Linked DNA regions of Triticum aestivum: region 2 is linked to region 1. Evidence: chromatin contacts called from public Hi-C data. All regions are on one chromosome and are shown on one strand. Each heading gives the region's core, a stretch centred on a gene start, on an enhancer-like site or on the middle of the called end of the contact. The rest is flanking DNA. Distances are from core to core; before and after follow the strand shown.

Region 1 (6,224 bases), core at 1,058-3,557:
AGTCATGTTGAAGGTGAAGCTGGATTGAGGAGGTACGGTGTAAGGATCCAGGGAATCGAAGCCTATTCAGCAAGGGCGGGAAAAGCGAGTGACACGTAGTTCGGACTGAAGCCCAGTGGTCTGATGGAAGCGTGAAACTCGTCACCGGTCGGCAATGATCGGCGGTACTCTGCAGTGAGGGTTGAGTGGTGTGGTTTTGCGACCCTTGAGATTCGACCGGGACAGCGGAGACTCGACGTGGTAATAGCGGCGAGGCGTGCGGTACGCACGGGACATGGAGATGGGCCAGGGCTCTGGTGGTCATACATGTGGTGAGACAACTGCGAATTTGACTCGGGATGACTACAAGCAATGGTGAAATTCCTTCAAGTTTCAGACAGATGGTCAAAAAAAGAGCGGTGATATTGAGTTCAGGTAATTCTTATGTGTGACACCCAACATGTGAGTTGTTCATTTTGCATGCAGGTCAGTGATCAGTGTGTGATGGCGTTGGACTGACACTCTGGAAGTTGGGAGCACAAACTAGAGTAATAAGGAACTTAATTTTGCTCGAGTGTTGACTGTGGTCAAGAAAAGAAGGGACTACAAGTTGCAGGTGGAGTCACATGGAGTCTTTGGAGTAGCAGCGGTGCTCATGGGATAAGCTCAAGTCCAATGTACATGCAAGTTTGACGCATGAACGAATTCAAGGTGGTGGAGAATATTCGCCAAGGCGGAGTTTGTTAGAGTTGTGTCGAATATTGTGTACAAGACAGGTTACAGCTGGACTGTGAGTAGTATTGTGTTTAGATAGGATATGAAGTCGTGTCCTAATAGGACACTTGTATCCTAGGCCTTTCTTATATAGCGAGGGTAGACACACGATGTAACCTATGCCAACATAATAGCACCAGAACGCAGGGGAAGCCGGCGGCATGTGCCGGTGTCCAGGGCGACCGGGTGCGGTATTGTAGCGGTGTCACGGGGAGGAGCGTCCGTAGTCAGGCCCCGGGGATGTAGCCATATCGATGAACCTCGTTAACAAATCTCGGTGTCGTGTTTGTGTGATTGCTTGGTCCTCGAATGATCGACGGTATTCCTCGGATTTATTTTAACACCTTGCTCGCCGGCCATAGCACCGCCCCCGAAAAAGTTCAGGAAAACAACCGATCGAGGCGGCGGTAGTGATGGCTAATGACAGTCAGGGGGTGTGGTGCTCCTTGAGGCGAGCGATGATGAAATCTGCGAGATTCCACGTACTGCTGCTACTACGACTACATTCCCGTGAGTGCGACTGCCCTGCGTCTGCGTGCATGATTGCTCATGATGCACCCCCGCAGTGGCCTCGACCCGATCCTTATCTCAGACCCAGTGGAGACGATGATGGAGAAGAGAGGAGGAATGGATGATCGAGTGTACTGGGTACCCCCCATCGAGTTCCAACCCGTCCTTGACCAAGGCCTTGACCCCCACTTTTAACCCCGCAATCATTGCCCGCCCAGGGGCTTGCTTTTTGTTTGATCCGGCTTTTTGTTTGGTCTTGTTGCCTTGTTCCTTTCCCGATGCAAAACGCCAAGATCGGCTAGGTTGCTAGACCTAGGTATAGGTAGCACTGGCTCGCGCTCGGTACGGGACGGGGTTCGCCCGTCCAGCCAAGAGCATCGCGACGAAGAAGCACGACAGTACATCTCAGTTTTTTGTTAAAAAAAAACAGTGCATCTTTTCGGTATCTCAAGGACAGTACGTCTCAGTATCTCACGTACCGACGTAGTACTACGTGGTCGTGGTGTACCGGTCGGGCGGCTCTGGCAGCTCCCACACATGCAGGGTTGCGTGCATGCGTACGTATGTCTGATCTGCGACCCGACGGAGACGGACGGGCTGAACAGTCGATCGATCTTATTACTAGCAGGGCAGGGCAGGGCGGCACGCGTAGACGGCAGACGTACAGTGGCCCGCCCGGACGCGCTCCCCGCACCCGCCGCCGCCGGGCGCACCGCACGGACGCGCGACGGATGGCCGACCTGGCCACGCACCCGTGACTGGACGCCCGAGATGGACGGACGGGAGCACTGTGCACGCGCAAGGCGTGCGCGAAGCCACGAACCGCGCCCATGCCGCCACCCCAACGGAATGCCCGGGGCCCTGCCGGGGCCGGCCCGATCGACCACACGGACACGGTGGCGCGGACGAGCACGTGGGTCGCTGGCTGAACCGAAGGAGCCTCCCCGCGTGCGTGCGTGCGTTTTTAGCGTCTTGCTGTTGGGCGTCACGGAACGGATTCTGTCCGTCCGGCCGCTGGGAGGGGAGATGGCATGCATTATCGGCCGGGCCCTGGTTAAGGAAGGGGAGGAGGTCCCCGCCGCGCGCGCGCCCGGTCCACGGTCCACCCAATCCAAACGGAAGAGTGGCTTTGCCTGTTCACCTTGGAGCGGCACGCAGCTACGTGCATCTTCGTAGTACATCCGGCCATGCCATTGCCATGGGCTGCCTTTTTCCGCCGGGCAGGCCAGGCCGGTCGCTCTCCGTCGGCCTCGTGGGGTACCCTGCCCGGACTCGACTCGAGGCTAGCTATCCATCCATATCAGCAGCTACACATAGCCAGCTGCGAACGTGGCTTGCCCAGGAGTAAATTGCTACACCTGTTTGAGCATATGCACAGCAGGAGGCTCTGAAAGTCTAGCAAAATACGTAGGTGTCCAGAAACTTTTTAATTATGTCTATTCATAGCTCTTGCTTTTCGCTCCTAGGTCCTAGCCCTAGCTAGTTCGATCGGAAGCTCGACTCGATCGCCGAAGAAGCTAGTGGAAGCTGCTGGTCAGAATGATTCGTTGCTTAACCACAATGAAACCGGACCGGCAAATCAACATCGTTAATCAAGGCAGCAGCTCCTAGCTTTACCTGACAGTGAGGTCGACCTTGCAATTGGAAACGCACGTACCACTGCCCCACGGCTACGGCCTACACCGCAAAAAACTGGAGTACCACCGCCCGTCGGATCCACGTCGGCCTGACATAACATCGACCCGAACGCAACTGCCCTGCTGGCATCCCACCCACACATTTCCCGACTCGACTCGTGCCCAAAACCTCGCCAGCGCTGCCCGCTACGGCGACATGCATGGCTCGCCCTCGCCTCATGCACGCACGCACGAGAGAACGCCTCTCTGCACTGCACGAAAACTTTTCAACGATCGCCTCTGTTTGGGCACTGGAGACCGGCAGCGCAGGATAGGGGACAGGGCCCGTGGAATGTGATCTCAGCGCGATCGCAGCCACGGCCCCGACCGACCCGCCATTAATGGCCTGGCTTCTACGTGAAGGCAGCGCAGCCACAACGAGGCGGCCCCGTGTGGGCAGAGCCGGGGATAGACGTCGTCCCTTGCCAGGCACATGCACAGGTGGTACGGGACAAAAAACAATTCATCCCGTTCAGCTCTCCGAGGCGCCACTACTCAGTCCGCAGCGGCAGCAGTGGAAAAAGCCGAGCGCACCGGCAGCGGCATGCACTGCGCCAAGAGAATCCGAGGCATCCATGAGCAGCCGCGCCGACCCGAATTCTTCTCATACGAGTGTGTTTTCTCGCCGGACCACACACCTCTCATGCATCCATGCGACGTGGATTCGCTGGGTTGATTAAACATGGGCAGGAGAGCAGCGAGCAGCGGGCATAGAAAAGGACGCCCAAGTTGCACCGCTCCGCTCGTGGTTCCAACTTGCGGGACAAGGGTTGACATGCATGTTCGCCGCTTCACTTGGCGGATCGGCACGAGGGTGTCCAGTCAGCTGGCTGCTCCGGTGAGCGGCAGAGATGGGAGAGACCACATGACACCGGCAGCGTGGAAGGGACCAACCGGTGTGTTTGTGTCCTCGCCTTGTCCCTTGGGGCCTTGCCAGCTATGGCCCTGGTCGGAACGCCCGTCGCCGGCACGCCCGCGTGTTACCGTCGTCAACTTTTTTCTTCTCGGAGAATTAGGGGGTGTTTGTTTCCAGGGACTTTTTGATGTAGGGACTAAAAAAGCCCCTAACAAATCAAACAAGGTGGGACTTTTTTGGGACTTTTTGCTAAAAGTCCTTAGAAGCACCTCCTTGAGAGTCTTTTTTAAAAAGTCCCAGGGACTAGAAAAAGTCCTAGGACTAGAGAAACAAACACCACCTCATTTGTGCCTCCGGCCCGTGTCGCTCCCCCGCGGGCGACCCGGGTGCGCAACCCTAGCCACCGGCCCCTCGATCCCCCCTCTCCCTCCCCTCCCCGCCGCCGCCGTCGGCGGGCGCCCGGTGGCGGCGGGATCTGCTCGCGCTCGCCTGGAGTAGGGGCCGCGGGGGGCTTCTTCTTCGATCTGGCTGGGGTGCTCGGAGGACGGCACGTCGTGGCCAATGGGGGCGCGCAGGCAGGAGATGGAGCAGGGCAGCGCTGCGTGCTGGTCGGTCGCGACGCGCGTGCTGGCTGGGGTGGCGCGCCCCGACGCACCTCCTTCGCGCGGGGGAGCTGCGTCTGGAGGGCGGCGCGGAGGCTGGGCTGTTCGGTCTTGGCGCGAGCGGTGTGGCGGAGCGCGTGCTAGGCGCGGGCATGGTCTGGCGCGACGTTCTTCTCACGGGGGCTCGCGGTTCGGTTGGAGGCACAACGGGTGCAAGGCGAGGGCTTTCACCGGATCCTGGCGAGGAGCACTTCTGGTCGGTGGTTGCAGGTGGAGCGTCAGCATCGGCGGTGGCGGCGGCGTTGGATCAGCCATGGGGGTGGCGGCGCCGAGATGGCCCTGCCAGGAAGGTGTCCTGGCGTGCAGCAGGTGTCCGGCCGCCTCCGTGTGAGGGGATCGCGGCGATGCCCCGGTGGAGTTGGCGCCGGAGTGAGGTTGGAGGGGCGGGCCAGATCCAACCTGGCGGCAGTCTCTTGATGTCGATGAAGGCCGTTGGAGCGGATCTGGTTTTTGCTCTGCTTGGAGGTTGAGGTTGCTCCTCGATGGCGATGTTGGTGGAGGTCTGGTTCACGCTCTCTTCGCAGTGCTGGTGGTGTTGGTCCTCGGCTTCGCGGTTTCGGCGGATTTGTTGCGGTGACGGCGGTGCGAGGTTTCAGGAACAGTGCTGCCCACCTCGTCGGAGTGGAGATGCACAACGTCACAGATGAAAATCCTGTCCGGTTTTTGGCCGACCGGCGTCGATGGCACCCGCGGGTGTCGTTCTCCTCTCTGGAGGCGACGTCGAGTGTGTAGCCATCTCCCTCGTGATTGGTGCTGGCAGTTGTCTCTGGGCGAAAGCATTGGTCCTCTGGAGCGGCATGTTGGCGGCGTCTGCGACGTCGTTTTTCTGTTGGGAGCATCATGCAAGGAGACTGAGCTTCCTGTTGGTGCTCCTCCGGTGTTCGTCGTGACCCTGACCGCTCCTCTCCGTCGTCGCGGATGAATCCAAAGAAAGTTGGAGTTGCTATTCTTCGGAGGTGTTTGGTGTCGATCAAGACGCGGCGAGGTTTTTTTGGTTTTGGGCAGGTTTTTCCGTGTTATAGTTGTGTTGTCGAGTGTGGCTGTCCCGAGGATAGCCGGATGTGGTGTTGTGCTACGCTCGTTGTTCGCAGCAAGTGGTAGATGTCATGTACTCCCTTCGTTTCAAAATAAGTGTTTCAACTTTGTACTAGCTCTAATATAAATTTGTACTAAGGTCAAGACACTTATTTTAGGACAGAGGGAGTACTAATTTTCTCTCCTTTTATAAAGCTATGGTACGCAATTTGCCTACCTCGAGAAAAATATTTTTCTTCTCGGAAGGGCATGTACGCACAATCTTGTGGTTTAAACATATTTTTGCATTCCTCAAAAAAGAATAAACATATTTTTGCAGCGTTTATATGGACAGAGTATGCTAAGTCACCTCCATGTATTTCCAAGTGAGGGTTACTCAGGTGCATTTCCTTTCCATGTGGTTTCAGTCTTGACGGACTTCTTTTTCTTCTGAAATGTTGCCGAGGGGGTGGTTCCCCACCTGAATTTTCATAAAAGGAGAAATGGGTGTTTTCAGAGCTACTCTCTCCTACCCATAATATAAGAATGTTTTTTAATACCTTGAAAAACGTTCTTATATTATGGAACGGAGGGAATATCGTTTATCCCAAAGAGAAGATGCCACCCCATAGATCGGCCTTATTTTTCTACTCAGACTACTCACGATGGGTAGAATGTTACTAGTCGAAGTTATTACCTCCTAATACTTTTATTTATTTTGCATCATGCTTTTTTCTGTTATCTATAATGTTT
Region 2 (6,224 bases), core at 2,205-4,704, 140 kb after region 1:
CAACCCCACAGCAAAATGCACCAAATCCACCCCTAAGACCTATCGGCTCCATTTGCAATCTCCTCTCTTCTTCCTCCTCCATGTTGTCCGTCTGCAGCTCCGCTGTCGTGCGCGCTCCCAGCCGCTCCTAGCCTATGCGCCGCCAGCTCCGGCAGAGCAGTCCTCTCTCGTGTCCTCGTCGCGGGGACGTCGTCGCCAGCCCAGACACCACCACCGTACATGCGGCAATTATGTGGCTCTGCCTTGCGCTTAACGTGTTCGACACATTGTCCGACCGGTTTTATTTTATTTTATTAGGGAACATGATGGACCGACGGAGCTTGATCAAATGATTCAAGATGAGTTCTTTGATTCCTCGGATTCGGACGAAGAATTAGACATGATCATGCTCATGAGCATGCAAGAGGAAATGGACCGGGAAGTGGATCATATTCTCAACTTCAATGGCTCAATCAAAGGGAGAAGAGTGACCAACCGGGATAGGGTGTCCAGAGCAAAGCTATTGCACAGGGACCACTTTGCTCCCAATCCTACTTTCTCGATGATCCATGGCTTTGTCGCTGTTTTCGCATGTAGAAACCATAATTTTGCGCGTTGTGAAGGGAGTGGAGGCACACGATGACTACTTCAATCTCACAAGGGATTGTTGAGGACAACTCTCTTTCTCTGAAGCAGAAGTGCACAACTGCTCTGAGCACTTGGTACTGTTGCAGATGCCGTTGGTGAGATGGTCAGGATGGGGGAGATCACGTGCTTGAAGACCACTGTCAAGTTTGCCCGCGCCGTGGTGGAAGTGCTTGGACCTGAGTCTCTGAGAGAACCGAATGTGCATGACATGGAGAAGTTGTTGGCTACTGGGGAGGCAAGGGGGTTTTCAGGAATGCTCGAATCAATTGATTGCATGCATTGGGAATGGAAGAACTTCCCAAAAGGTTTGTGGGGAATGTATCAAGGTCACACCAAAGAAGCCACCATCATACTAGAAGTTGTGACATCATATGAATTATGGATTTGGCATGCTTTCTTTGGAATGTCGGGTTCTCACAACTATATCAACGTGATTCAACGATCTCCGGTGTTCAGGAGGCTTTGCAATGGGTAATCACCGTCGTGCAACTACACCGTCAACGGTCGAGGCTACAACATGGGATACTATATTGTTGATGGTACCTATCCTCAGTGGGCGGTGTCTGTGAAGATCGTATCCGAACCGCATGGCAATAAACGAGCCACTTTGCAACAATGCAGCAAGCGGCTAGGAAGGATGTGGAGAGGGCATTTGGTGTGCTTCAAGCTCGTTGGAGAATTGTTAGGAGCGCTGCAATGATGTGGTAATCAGAAACTTTGTGTCAACTGGTGACATGTTGTATTATTCTGCACAATATGATTGTCGAGGATGAGGGTGATGGTGTAGCCCAAACCCATGATTTTGAAGCACCTGGAGAACAAGTTGAAATCCGGAAGATTAAGATGCGGTCCGGCTTATGAACTTTTTGCAGATGCATCAGAATCTTCGAGATCATGAGGTGCACATGCAGCTACTCAATGATCTTGTGGAGCACATGAACCCATAAAAAAACCAAATAGCTAATGCTTGAGTTGTGTACTTAAAATAAATTTTATGTAAACACTACCAATGCTCGGTACCAACATTTGTTATGTACGTGCGACATCGGCTTTTTATGATCGACGTGCATGGATATGGGAGTCCGGATTTAAGATATGTGGATGCCGGTAGCGAAATATGAGGGACCGTCCAGACGCGTCCGCGGATGCATAGCTGTCGAATTTGCCTAAGTCCAATTAAAGATGCTCTTAGAAGTCAAGAAAGATGTAGGCCTTTCCACCTAGGCCCTCTATTTCCATCAGTCCACAAAGTACCGAGCATCTAATCGCGGTGACTTTTGCAAAGCCGGTAGGGTGGCGATTTGTTTAGCTACAAAGTTAACCGCCCCCCGTCGTTTGACCGAGATTCTCTCCCCCGCGCGATCGACCTGACACCGTCAGCCCGCGCCCGTTGCCATGCCATGCGCACCCCAAAGTACATAAACAGTTGCTGCGGAGTAGTAGTACGCTACGCATGGGCGCCGGCCGACGGAGAGCATCATCCTGCGCTCGCCCATTGGACCGCCGTCTCCGAGCCTTTTAACTAAAAAGAACAGGGCGGGACGCCAGGACACATGGGGCGGAGGACGCGCGGACACGTACCGGCGGGGGGCGCGGCGCGCAGAGAGAAAGAGAGAGAAAGCGCGCGGGCGTATTTGCCGCGCTGGTACGTGGCGTGCGCGCCGGCCGGCCGCCGACGGCGGGCGGGGCGGGCGGGGCGTGGAAAGGTGGCGGCCGAGCGAGCGTGGTGCGCCGGTGGGAATGCGTGACAAACCGAGGGCTACGGATGGATGGTGCTGCCACCTTTTTTTGCTTGATTAAATTATTGCTGTTCCGATACGGCCAGATGATCCTGCGCTGCGTTTTTCAAAAGTTTTTATTTGCTCGCGGATGACGCAACGGACCTGACCCGGTGCTTCTTGTCCAAGCAAAAGTCCATCTTCACCACCGTTCAAAAGGTGAACATGGAACGACTGCGTTGCGTTTGACCAAGTACTTTCTTCATCCGAAATTAGTTGATGCTCAATGCATCTACATACATCGGTTTTGATTCCGGGCGGAGGCAGTGGTATATACTCCTACAATACAACAGGGAACGGATATACTCTACCAGGCCAGAGCACTGCTGTACATCGTCAGTACTGGGCATGTTCCGTCTGTGAAACTGGAGCGCGCCGCACACAGAAAGCGACCTGTGCCGCGCTGCTGCTGTTAAACGCTGCGCGCAGATAGTAGATTGTTTGTTGCACCTTTCTCTCCACCACACAGGCACAGAGGCAGTGAGGCACACAGGCTCTCCTCTCGCACTCGCACTCGCACTCGCACACGACAGACAGAGGGGCAGGAGCGCGCCACCCCACCCGTTTCCCTGTAAAGTTCTGCCGCACCCGCACACATCAAAAGACTAAACGGATAATTAGCCCGCCTAATCCTTCCCAGTATACCACGATCAAACAGAGGAAGAAATACTATGCCCCTATTCTAATCTAACCAAAAAGTATCATCGCGCCTGTGCTGCAGCGCTGCTGCAAAAGGGCCTGCGGTTTTTCCATGGTGAGCAGCAGCAGCAGCCGGAGCAAGTTTTTAACATATTATTACTGGTGCGTCGAAGCCAAGAAAAAGAAGAGCAGACGCAGAGGAAAAGGCTAGAGAGAGGGAGAGAGAGATACTGCTACTGCTACTACGTCCTGCCCACACCACGTTGAGTCATTGACATTGCGACGGACGGAGCAAGCAGGAGGAGGAGGCGGCTTTGGCAGTCGCAGGCAGAGAGCAGAGAGCAGAGCAGAGGCAGAGCGGCCGAGGAGGAGTTGATAATAATACCACCATCCCTTCCATGGTTCACACGCCACGGCATCACCATCATTGCCGCCTCCCTCCATATCCCCTTCTTTAATTGCTGCTGCTGCGTTTAAGCCTCCCCCACACCAACCCAACCCAACCGCGCCTCTCTCTTCCCCTGCTGCCGCTGCGCTGCGTACTGCTGGTGGGTTTTTTCATCCGTGCTCTGCTTCCCGCTGCTTCTCTCTCGCGCCGTCCCGGGGTGCCAAGCAAGTGCATGGGAAGAAGAAGAAAGCACCCAGCCTGAGCGAGCGTCAGACAGACAGTGAGGTCTTCTGCGAGGGCGTGAGGGAGCTAGAGGCGGCCGGAGAGGGAGGGAGCGAGAAGATGAAGTTCATGAAGCTGGGCTCCAAGCCGGACGCCTTCCAGTCCGGCGGCGCCGACGTCAGGTCAGTCACCCTCTTCCCTTCTTTTTCTTGTCTTGTTCATCTCTGGCGTTGCGTCCATCTCTAGCGTTGCTTCCTGCTCAAACTTTGGATGGGTTTTCCCTGCGCCGTTTGGTGTCTTACGTTTCTTGCTCGCGCCGCCGCTTCTCCGGTTCATGACGGCGGAGCAGAACCTCTTCTCGTCCATCTCCTTCGCCTCTTGTTCTACACGTAGCTAGGCGCGTTTCCCCGCTAGATTCTTGTCACAGACACCGTCGTCCTCTTTCTCCTGCTGGTTGGTGCTCCCGGTGAGATTCTTGCAGGCTTATTCGTGCCGTGCGTCCCTTCGGAAGAGCAGAGCTTCTAGAATGGCGGTCGTTCGGGAACCGCTCTTCTTGCATCACCACCTTCTTGCTCCGACTGTCATGCTTGAGTGCGTCTCTTCCTCCTGTACCAGCTTATGTGGAGTTTTTGGCCTCGCATTGCGCTTGGATCTTGGTTATTAGACCCTGTTCGATTGCTAATGCGCCATAAAGATGATCTTGCTCCAAAATACGGCTGTTTTGCTTCGAGTCACGGCGTGAGTTGACTATTGGTTCTTGGGAAGTGCAGAGTGCTAGGCTGTGTGCGCCGTTTCTATCCCTACCAGTTTCTGCCTTGTCTTGTCCCCTCTGCCTGCCTTCTTTTGTTTATGCTTCCTACATGTGTGGCTCTCTACGCTTCTCTCAACTGGATCTAGCACTATGATACTAGTAGCAGAATGGAGTTTCTCCAACTGATCCCTCGAGCTGGCATTCCTTGTTTCTCTCGGGATTAGTTGTTCGTGTCCGTTCCATTGTCGCCACCCTCCCCCCTAGCCTGTTATACGGTTCAGTTTACAGTGATGAGCAGTCCTCTGATTAAAAAAAAAATCTTGTTGTAATGTGCTGTAGTTCATTCATCCTTGGGTCTCATTTACTTGAAATGTTCTTGCATCTTTTTCCCGGCGTCCGTCAGTCCCATGGCTGCCTTTCACCTTCATGTAGATTGCTCTGCATCATTTGCTCGCCCAAAAGAATGATTGACTTCCTTTTCTCTTTTAAATCCGAACATGCAGCACTTGTTTTCTCCCCTCTTTGCTAGTGCGGAATAGATCTGAGTGCTAGGAGCAATGCGCTGAGCGCCAGTATATTAATATAAGGTAGATGCCACTACGCCCTGCTGTTCGTCTTGGGCAACTTGGTTAAAGTTGGCCGGGGTTAAGTTATTGTCAAGGAAGGAAGAAAACAATTGTCATCTCCCCATCTCACTAATCATTGATCAGGCCTCACTTTCCCTCCGGTTAATCTAAAGAATCCAGCATTCTTTTCTCTGAATGCCAAGTGCTGGTGGTAAAAAAGAAATGGGTTTAAAGCAGAGCTTGAGCCTGACATGTGTATCTTCTTGGCAAGGTGCTTTTGTGGCCAGTTAACTAGATGAAGAAACATTGGAAAGGGATGGTTTCAAGCTCAAGTTGAGAGCCTGTGAGATTTCTGGACCTTGTTAATCACTAATGATTATCAGTGGCCAGCTGATCGCATGCATACGTGTCCTGTTCACCAACTCCGGACTCCTAGTGCCCTGCTTCTTCCCTTTGCTGAACTGGGATAACTGGAAAGCGAGCCGCACAGTCTAGTTTAACTGCCACTGCATGTTTTTCCTCCATTATTGATGTGTTGAGGATGTAGTGGAGGTCTTTACAGCTTAGGATAAGCTTCATGTCTACGCTGTTGTCGTGTGTTTGGAGACAGCGACTAGTCATGGTTTATGGGTGACAGTCGATACGTTGGTCGGGCATGTGTAATCGACCGCGTTAACGTAATCTCAGATGTTTTTTTTTTATTCAGATAGTTTTGAAATTTTCCTGAGCTTCTCCACCATTGATACATGTTGCATAAGCAAAATTGGTATGCGTGATTTTGCGGTGAAAACCTTGTAGGAGCCTTGTAGAAGCATTAGGCGGGTAGAAGAACTACTTGTATAAAACTAAATCTCAGCAATGCTACCATGGCTACAAAAGAGTGTTTCTGTGTTCTGTTTCGCAATATGATATGCTTACAAGTTTGTTGATACGCGCAGATTGGTGGTCTCTGACCTTGCAACAGATGTCATTGTGCATATCGGTGAAGTCAGATTCTACTTACACAAGGTCAGTGTGCTAGTATTTTCAGCAATTTTTGCTCAAGTCAACACTAAGCATTTATATTTGCTTCTACAAATAACGGCAAGGGTGGTGGAAGTAGATATGTGTTACATCCTGGAGTACGTAGTTCTTCAGACATAGAATGTTCAACTGTCGGGGTCTCTTTGTCATGCCATCAAGAGTAGTAACATCATCAACATTTATGCTTCACGTCTGATTGCTGTTGGGCTGTCTCTTTCCAATCTACTGGG

What was found. A called contact is a pair of places that touch in the nucleus more often than the background predicts.
Region 2: a Hi-C map of leaf shows a contact between it and region 1, with 7 times the contacts expected there. The contact joins the promoter of LOC123112088 here to the enhancer-like site in region 1. A contact is called at or near these places in 3 of 5 Hi-C or Micro-C datasets (all in leaf) and 1 of 1 datasets of contacts at active chromatin or transcription factors (leaf).

What each region holds. Positions count from the first base shown.
Region 1 is chr5B:400,690,189-400,696,412 of IWGSC CS RefSeq v2.1, forward strand. No RefSeq gene overlaps it. Among protein-coding and RNA genes, the nearest start is that of LOC123112087, 21 kb to the left of the region's middle. Within about 2 kb of position 2,308, at least 4 of the 8 cell types and tissues checked have an H3K27ac peak or open chromatin away from gene starts, as enhancers often do. A contact at or near this core is called in leaf, where this site is marked.
Region 2 is chr5B:400,829,793-400,836,016 of IWGSC CS RefSeq v2.1, forward strand. LOC123112088 (BTB/POZ domain-containing protein NPY1) reads left to right here and starts at 3,455. Exons shown (of 4, transcript XM_044533007.1): 1 at 3,455-3,836; 2 at 5,910-5,979. The coding sequence starts at 3,775.